2 separate regions of the Mus musculus genome follow, and region 2 is linked to region 1. Evidence: chromatin contacts called from public promoter capture Hi-C data. All regions are on one chromosome and are shown on one strand. Each heading gives the region's core, a stretch centred on a gene start, on an enhancer-like site or on the middle of the called end of the contact. The rest is flanking DNA. Distances are from core to core; before and after follow the strand shown. Region 1 holds the start of Dolk (dolichol kinase). Region 2 holds the start of 1110008P14Rik (RIKEN cDNA 1110008P14 gene).

Region 1 (3,828 bases), core at 660-3,159:
AGACTTTTGGATGGAAAATAACCCTGAGCTACCTGAGTTATTCTCATGACTACAGTCTGTCTGAGAGGCAGTTATAGTCTACACAGAAACTAACGCTGCCACTGTCTACCTGTTCACCTGTGCACAAAGATGAAAAGGATTCCCATTTGGAAAAGTAGGAGCTCAAAATGGTCAGGTGACTTCTAAGACTAACCACAAAAAAGCACTAGGTACAAAAACCAGGATGGACGGTTTCTTGCCCCAGGTCTCAAGCTTTTCAAATACAGCCCTCTACTCCCAACTGCTAAGAAGCATGCTTTTCAGCACTAAAAGGCACTGTCCTGACAGAGCAAGGCAGCACCTAGAACCCTACTGCTAGGCGCCCGGGCCACAGGTTGTGACTCAATACTAGAGGGCTTGCCTAGCATTCCTGAGGCCCTGGGTTTGACCCCTAGGACCTCAAAACAAAAGTAAAATGAAAACCCTAGAGTCAGTTAAAGTCCTCCCTCAACGATGGGTTTGCTAAGTTCCACAGAAAGCTCAAAGCCTGCTGGCAAGCCAAAACTTTCCTTTCCTTTTGAAAAAATTCATTTTTTTACAGTTTTCATACAAGTATTTATCCATAGCTGTGGATACAAGGTCTGGCATGAAACAAACCGGCCCTTGCAAGGACCACACTTTATCCACAGGAAACTCCAAAGAAAATGTTACCCCTGGAAGGTGAAGAGGCTAATGGAGAGAAAGATCAGCAATGTGTGTGATAATTACATGTCTGTCTGGGCGTTTCAGGTTTCCACAGGAAACAAGACCAAATAAAACTGGCAGAGTCAATTCCAGGTGACTGACAGGGAATGTTTACATTTAAGGGGAGGAAGGGCAGTGAAGACCCTTTCTGATCTATAATGTGGATACATACAGAGGTCTGGTTAAGGCTTTAGAGCCTTCCATCTGAAGGCTCACGGGGATTATCTCGAGGGCTGACAAGGGGGGACTGCCTATGTATGAACTGGACTTCTGAGTCCTGTGGAACAGGAGGCGCCTCTCCTAGTCGTGAGAAATGAATGAGGTAAGGCCTGCACGGCACTTTCCCAGGGTCTGGCGCTAGTAAGCGCTCTTTAAAGGCAAGCAGGGCTCGAAATTCATGTCTGTAATTTCCGCACCAAGAAGGCAAAGGCAAGACAACAAGGAGTTCAAGGCCTGCCCGAGAGGCAAGAGACCTTACCTCAAAAAAGAAACAAACAAACAAACAAACAAACAAAAGCACTCTTTTAAGTGAGAACTGTATATTTGTTTCGGGGTAATTCATCTTGTGTCCGAAGCCTGGCACAAAACCCGGAATCGCATGGAAGATGAAGGCATGCCTGCTGATTGCATCAATATCGGCATTAGCCAAAAATAAAAGAAGGCGGGAACTAAGGATGCCCGCGGGAAGAAATCGCGGCGTGGGCAAGGCACACCCGAGGGGGAGCAGGGCGCAGGGACAGCAAGGAAGGGATCGCAGTGGGGTGGGTCTTCCAGGCGACCCCGAAATGTCCCGCAGTGCCTACAGGCAACGTGGTGGAGCAAGCGTGGGTGTATGGGGACTACCGGAGGCTCAGGGACCACGGAGAGAGAAGGGAGAGCGGCAGGCCCGCTCCAAAAGTGTCCTCAGCCCCGCGAGCGGGAACGGTTTGGACCTAACCGCCTCCCCGGCAAGTGTCCGTCCACCCAGCCGGGGCTCGTCTCTGCCACTGCGGCTGAGCCCCGGTCCCAACTCCCGCCCAGCTCCCAGCCCGCGCTTCACGGCCACCCCCTGCCGCGCCCCACTCCGCACCTCACACACGGCCCACCAGCGGCAGCCGCCATCTTCGCGCGCGCGGCCCAGCCCCGCCCCCATGCGCCGTACCCACGTGACTGGGATCCTCCAGCCTGGGGGCGTGGGCTTCCGCCACGTGATGGTGGGCGTGGTCAAGATGGGGCTGTCAAGATGGCGCTGCCCTGGTGCGAGGGGAGTCCGCGGTGGAGGCGGTGGAGACTGTGAGCGGTGAAGAGGGCAAACATCTGCTACACCGTAGGTTGACAGCGGAGGCGGGTGACTGGGCGCCGGCTCCCAGGCCTCAGAGTGGCCCGTGGTGGAACACCCTTTTGGAAGCTGGAGAAGGTTGCTGGCTGGGTGAAATTGCTGCCCCTCTGCTTGGCGGGTTGAGGGCCCCAGAGGCCAAGGCGTCCCTAGTCACCAAACTTCTTCTCCCAAGAGCGCCAGACCTAGAGACATGACCCGACAGTGCCCTCCCCAGGAGTCTGGGGCTGCGCTGAGCGGGTCGGTGCTGGCGGAGGCTGCAGTGGTGTTCGCCGTGGTGTTGAGCATCCACGCTGCAGTGTGGGACCGATACTCCTGGTGCGCGGTGGCCCTCGCGGTGCAGGCCTTCTACGTCCAGTACAAGTGGGACCGGCTGCTCCAGCAGGGCAATGCCGTTTTCCAGTTCCGGATGTCCGCGAACAGCGGCTTACTGCCGGCCTCCATGGTCATGCCTTTGCTTGGGCTAGTCATGAAGGAGCGCTGCCAGACTGCAGGGAACCCATACTTCGAGCGCTTCGGCATTGTGGTTGCAGCTACTGGCATGGCAGTGGCCCTCTTCTCCTCCGTGTTGGCACTGGGCATTACTCGCCCGGTGCCCACCAATACTTGTGCCATCTCTGGTTTGGCTGGAGGCGTTATCATTTATATTATGAGGCACTCGCTCAGTGTAGGCGAGGTGATCGAGGTCCTGGAAGTCCTGCTAATATTTGTTTATCTCAACATGATCCTGCTGTACCTGCTGCCCCGATGCTTCACTCCTGGGGAGGCACTGCTGGTATTGGGTGGCATTAGCTTCGTCCTTAACCAACTCATCAAGCGCTCTCTGACTGAAAGCCAGGGGGACCCAGTGGACTTCTTCCTGTTGGTGGTGGTGGTAGGGATGGTGCTCATGGGTGTCTTTTTCAGCACCCTCTTTGTCTTCATGGATTCAGGCACCTGGGCCTCTTCCATCTTCTTCCACCTCATGACCTGTGTGCTGGGCCTTGGTGTGGTTCTGCCCTGGCTGCACTGGCTCATTCGTAGGAACCCCCTGCTTTGGCTTCTTCAGTTCCTCTTCTACACTGAAACTCGCATCTACCTCCTTGCCTATTGGTCTTTGCTGGCCTCTGTGGCCTGCCTGGTGGTGCTGTACCAGAATGCTAAGCGGTCGTCTTCTGAGTCCAAGAAGCACAGGGCGCCTACCATTACAAGAAAGTATTTCCACTTCATTGTGGTAGCCACTTATATCCCGGGCATCATCTTTGACCGGCCACTGCTGTATGTGGCCGCCACTGTGTGCCTGGCAGTCTTCATCTTCCTGGAGTATGTGCGCTATTTCCGAATAAAGCCCTTGGGTCACACTCTGCGAAGCCTTCTGTCCCTCTTCCTGGATGAACGAGACAGTGGACCCCTTATCCTAACACACATCTACCTGCTTCTGGGCATGTCTCTTCCTATTTGGCTGATCCCCAGACCCTGTACACAGAAGGACAGCCTGGAAGGAGCAAGAGCCCTGGTCCCCTATGCTGGGGTCTTGGCTGTGGGTGTGGGTGATACTGTGGCCTCCATATTTGGCAGCACCATGGGAGAGATCCGCTGGCCTGGAACTAAGAAAACCTTCGAGGGGACTATGACATCTATATTTGCACAAATCATCTCTGTAGCTCTAATCTTAATCTTTGACAGTGGAGTAGACCTGAACTACAGTTATGCCTGGATTTTGGGGTCCATCAGCACTGTATCCCTTCTGGAAGCGTACACTACTCAGATAGACAATCTCCTGTTGCCTCTCTACCTACTGATATTGCTGA
Region 2 (3,710 bases), core at 300-2,799, 2.1 Mb before region 1:
ATTTATTTATTTTTATTTATATGGATGTTTTGCCTTCCTTTGTATGTGTGCAAACCATGTATATGCAGTTCTTATAGAGGCCAGGAGAAAGAGTTAGATCACTTGGAACTGAAGCAACACACAGTTATGAGCCACCATATGGGTGCTGGGAATTGAACCCAGATCCTTTAGAACAGCGCTCCTAACTGCCGAGCCAACTTTCCAGTTTTGCTTATTTATTTATTGTTTTTTTCCCTGTCTGTCTGCATATAAGTATACGCACATATGTTAAGTGCCTGAGGAGGCCAGAGACAAATGGATTTTCCCGGAACCGGTACTACAGGTGAGGATGAACTGCTGATGTGGATGCTGGAAATTGAACTGGGTCTCAGCGCACTGTGTGCTCTTAATTGCTGAGCTATCTTTCTAGCCTAGATCCAGTTTCTTCTGTTGGACCAAGGAAGTCAGCTTCCCATAGCCTCTTGCTGCTGTTGAGCTCTTCAAACTCTCCTGGCACAGACAGGGCTTTCTTCCCTCTTCCTGGCTAATGCAGACATGAGCTTCCCACTGGCACTGTAACAAGTTGCAGCATATACCAGTTGCAGAAGCTCACGTGTACTCTCTTCCAGTTCCAGATGCCCACGCTTGCAGTAGTTTCATGGTGTCCACAGGGCTGTGCTCCTTCTGGGATTTGAGGAAGAATCCTCTTTTCCTCACCCAGCTTTACTAAAGCCTGTATGCTGAGACCAGGCTGCACTCTGGAATAGTCACTGTGCCATGATGCCATGGTGGTCTCTGAGAGTTCCTGAGACACCACCCTGACACAGAGCTGGATCCCGGATTGCTCCTCTGGGTTCAATCCACAATTGGATGTTGACTCTGTACAGGTTTCTTTTCCCCTCCCAGTGGGCATGGAGTCAGGGGATGTGACCACTGGAGGTCTGTATCATGAAGCCTTCCATGATGGAGCGCCACCTTCCACGGCCCCCAGGAGCACCTACAGCAAAGTACACTAAGCCTTCCTTTTCTGTACTGGGAACCTGACACACACTTCCCATTCCTTTTCCAGCCCATGTCATATTTATTGGCGTGAATCAAACCGATTGGCTTCACATCTACTGTCCTGGGCTGGAATCTGGTCTCACCCGAAAAGTGTAGCCGTTGAGAGTCCTAAGAGAAGAGATGAGGCCAAGATTGGCTAAGATAGGACAGGGGTTGTGGATCATCTCGGCTGCATCAAGGGGAGATGGGAAGAAGGCTGATTCCTGGTGACTGGGGAGGAGAGGTGCTGATTCCGAACGCGTAGAGGGGCGGAAGCAGCAGGATGGAGCCTCAAACACATCCCAAGCACTAGCGGGCCAGGGTCTCCACTGCCCGACCTTGCTCCGCTGACAGCGGGTCACTGCGGCCGGGAGAGGGGCGGGGCTCGGAAGCGAGAGGAGGAGGAGCCCGAGAGGGGACGGGGCGGAGCCATGTTTGTGAGCGCGATAGAGCGCCCAAGCAAGGAGGGGGCGGAGCTTAAGGGCGTGGTTGCGCGGGGGCCTACGGGCTGGGCTTTGGGCGGGGCTCAGGGCGGGCCCCGGTGCGCCGCTGCGTTCCACGCTTCCGGCCCGGTGCTCAACCAGCTGCTCGCACCTTCCGCCCAGCGCCGGCTTTCCGCGCGACGATCGCCAAGTTCCATCTTCGCGTGGCCTCTGCGGCGCCCGAGCCCGCAATGTCGGGCCCCAACGGGGACCTAGGCATGCCGGTGGATGCGGGCACGGAAGGAGAGAATGACAGCTTCGGGGAAGCAGGTGACCTGGGGTGGGTTGGTGTTGCTGAGGCGACCTTTGCATTGCCGGGAGTACTGTCCGAGGGTCTGGAATCGGGCGGGGATGTGGGGCGTGGGAGGGACTAAGGAGATGTCTCACTCTGCCTGAGTGGCTCTGGAGTTGTCCCCACAGCCACCTCGGAGGCGATGGCGAGCAATAGCGAACGGAGCGCTGCAGTGCTGGAGAACTATCGCTAACCAGCCCTGCTGTCGCATAGGGAAACTGAGGCAGCTTCAGAGACGCTTGTGGGTTTGGGATTTGCTTCAGACACTTTCCTCGCTGAAGAGGGGGCGGGTCCTGCATGGCTCTGCAGGAGGTGTTGGCCGGGTGGGCGCCCCACTATGCTGAGTCAGCACCCCAGCCACCTGGTTTTGCTGGTGTGACCTGCTTATTGAGTACTGTGTTTGGGTGCACAGCACTGCAGAAGGACCTCAGGGGACTCATCAGCCCACATACTGTTTTTGCACGTTTGGGAACCTCAGTTTTCCCATCAGCAATATTGGGCACATTGGTGTCTTCTGTATTGAGGTGTAGTGGGATTTAAGGGGAAATGGGATAGAAATGGTGAGACTCCAGAGTACAATTTCCTTCTGAAAGCGGGTTTTTGTTTTTGTTTTGTTTTGTCTGAGTGTAGTCAAGTCTGGTGTGGTGCCTTACCTAGAGGGCAGGCAGGACTTTACTGTGCAATAAGGATGGGGTATGCTTTTGCTTTGTTATAAAAACTTTATTAAGCTGTAGGTCACACTGTAGGTTGTACCATTTAAAATGTACAGTTCTGCAGTTTCATATATTCACAGCATAGCCATTGTCACAACAGACTCAGAATATTTTCAGCACCTGGGTTCTGCTCTTTAATAAAGGTTGCCATCCACCTGGAGGTAGGCGGTGGGACACTAGTGTTGGGGAACAGTGACTGCTGGCAGCCATGGTGAACATAAGGGAATTTAGTGAGGAGGTGGCGTAACTCTGAGTGACACTGAGATGGTGGGGAGGAGGCTGTCCCAGGACATTAGCTAGGAAGTACCCTGGACATAGGTGGAACCTGCAGACCTCTCCTGGCCCTTCTGCTAGCCTCCCACGGCATGCAAGGATGAATCACTAAGTCCACTAAGTACCTGCCGTGGCCAGACCCCGACTGAGCTCTCAGTGTGCTGGAACCCTCAGAGTCTCCTACCCCATTCTAAGGAGTGGCTGGGCTAGAGCAGATCTGGCACTCAGATCTGTGACCTCCAAGTCTGAGTTTTGGCTCTGTCACCAAATGCCATGAAGATGGACTTTAAGATCTAGCAGCCTTCAGAGGCTCTAGCCTCTGTGAAGGACACCCTTTCGGGGTCATGAGAACCATTGCCAAGAGGCAGCACATTTACACTCATGCCCCAGTCGCCTTCCCTGGACCTCTTCCTTAAATCCACCAACTACTTCCCTTTGTTCCCAAGTTGGCAGCTGAGTGTTTCTGAGTCATGGGCTGGCTCGGAAGTGAGTCCCGCAGTGGGCATGGACCCAGACCTTGGGTCCTAAGGGGACACAGCATTGCCAAGAGGCAGGTCAAAGAAGCTGTAGAGGAAGGAGACCGGGGAAGACTTCTTGGAGGAGGAGGTATTCTGAGCCGGTCCTTGAAGGGTTGTTGGGGCCGATGAACTCTAGGTGTTGACAGTGGAGCAAAAGCAGGGACTGGAAAGCCAGAGCTTCATTCATTCATGCTTTCACTCATTCATTCAGTAAGTACTTATTTGTGTCATCGAGGGCGCTGGGGAGACAGCAGAGAACACAAGACCTGTCACCTCTCCCACAGCTTTATAGTTGAGTGTGAGTATGGGGCGAGCACAGACCAGCACCCGAATGACCACAGCAGTGATTCCTGAAGGAGAGCTGAGGAGAGGGAGAGGATGGAGAACCAGGAGAGAGGCCTGATGCAGTGCC

Evidence for each region. Promoter capture Hi-C pulls out the DNA fragments that hold promoters and counts their contacts.
Region 2: a contact with region 1 is called in a promoter capture Hi-C map of embryonic stem cells, with 2.7 times the contacts expected there. The contact joins the promoter of 1110008P14Rik here to the promoter of Dolk in region 1.

What each region holds. Positions count from the first base shown.
Region 1 is chr2:30,284,435-30,288,262 of GRCm38.p6, reverse strand. Dolk (dolichol kinase) reads left to right here and starts at 1,909. Exons shown (of 1, transcript NM_177648.3): 1 at 1,909-3,828. The coding sequence starts at 2,232. It overlaps Nup188 (nucleoporin 188), which reads right to left and starts at 1,847. Exons shown (of 44, transcript NM_198304.3): 1 at 1,793-1,847. The coding sequence starts at 1,824.
Region 2 is chr2:32,379,754-32,383,463 of GRCm38.p6, reverse strand. It overlaps 1110008P14Rik (RIKEN cDNA 1110008P14 gene), which reads left to right and starts at 1,549. Exons shown (of 2, transcript NM_198001.2): 1 at 1,549-1,772. The coding sequence starts at 1,694.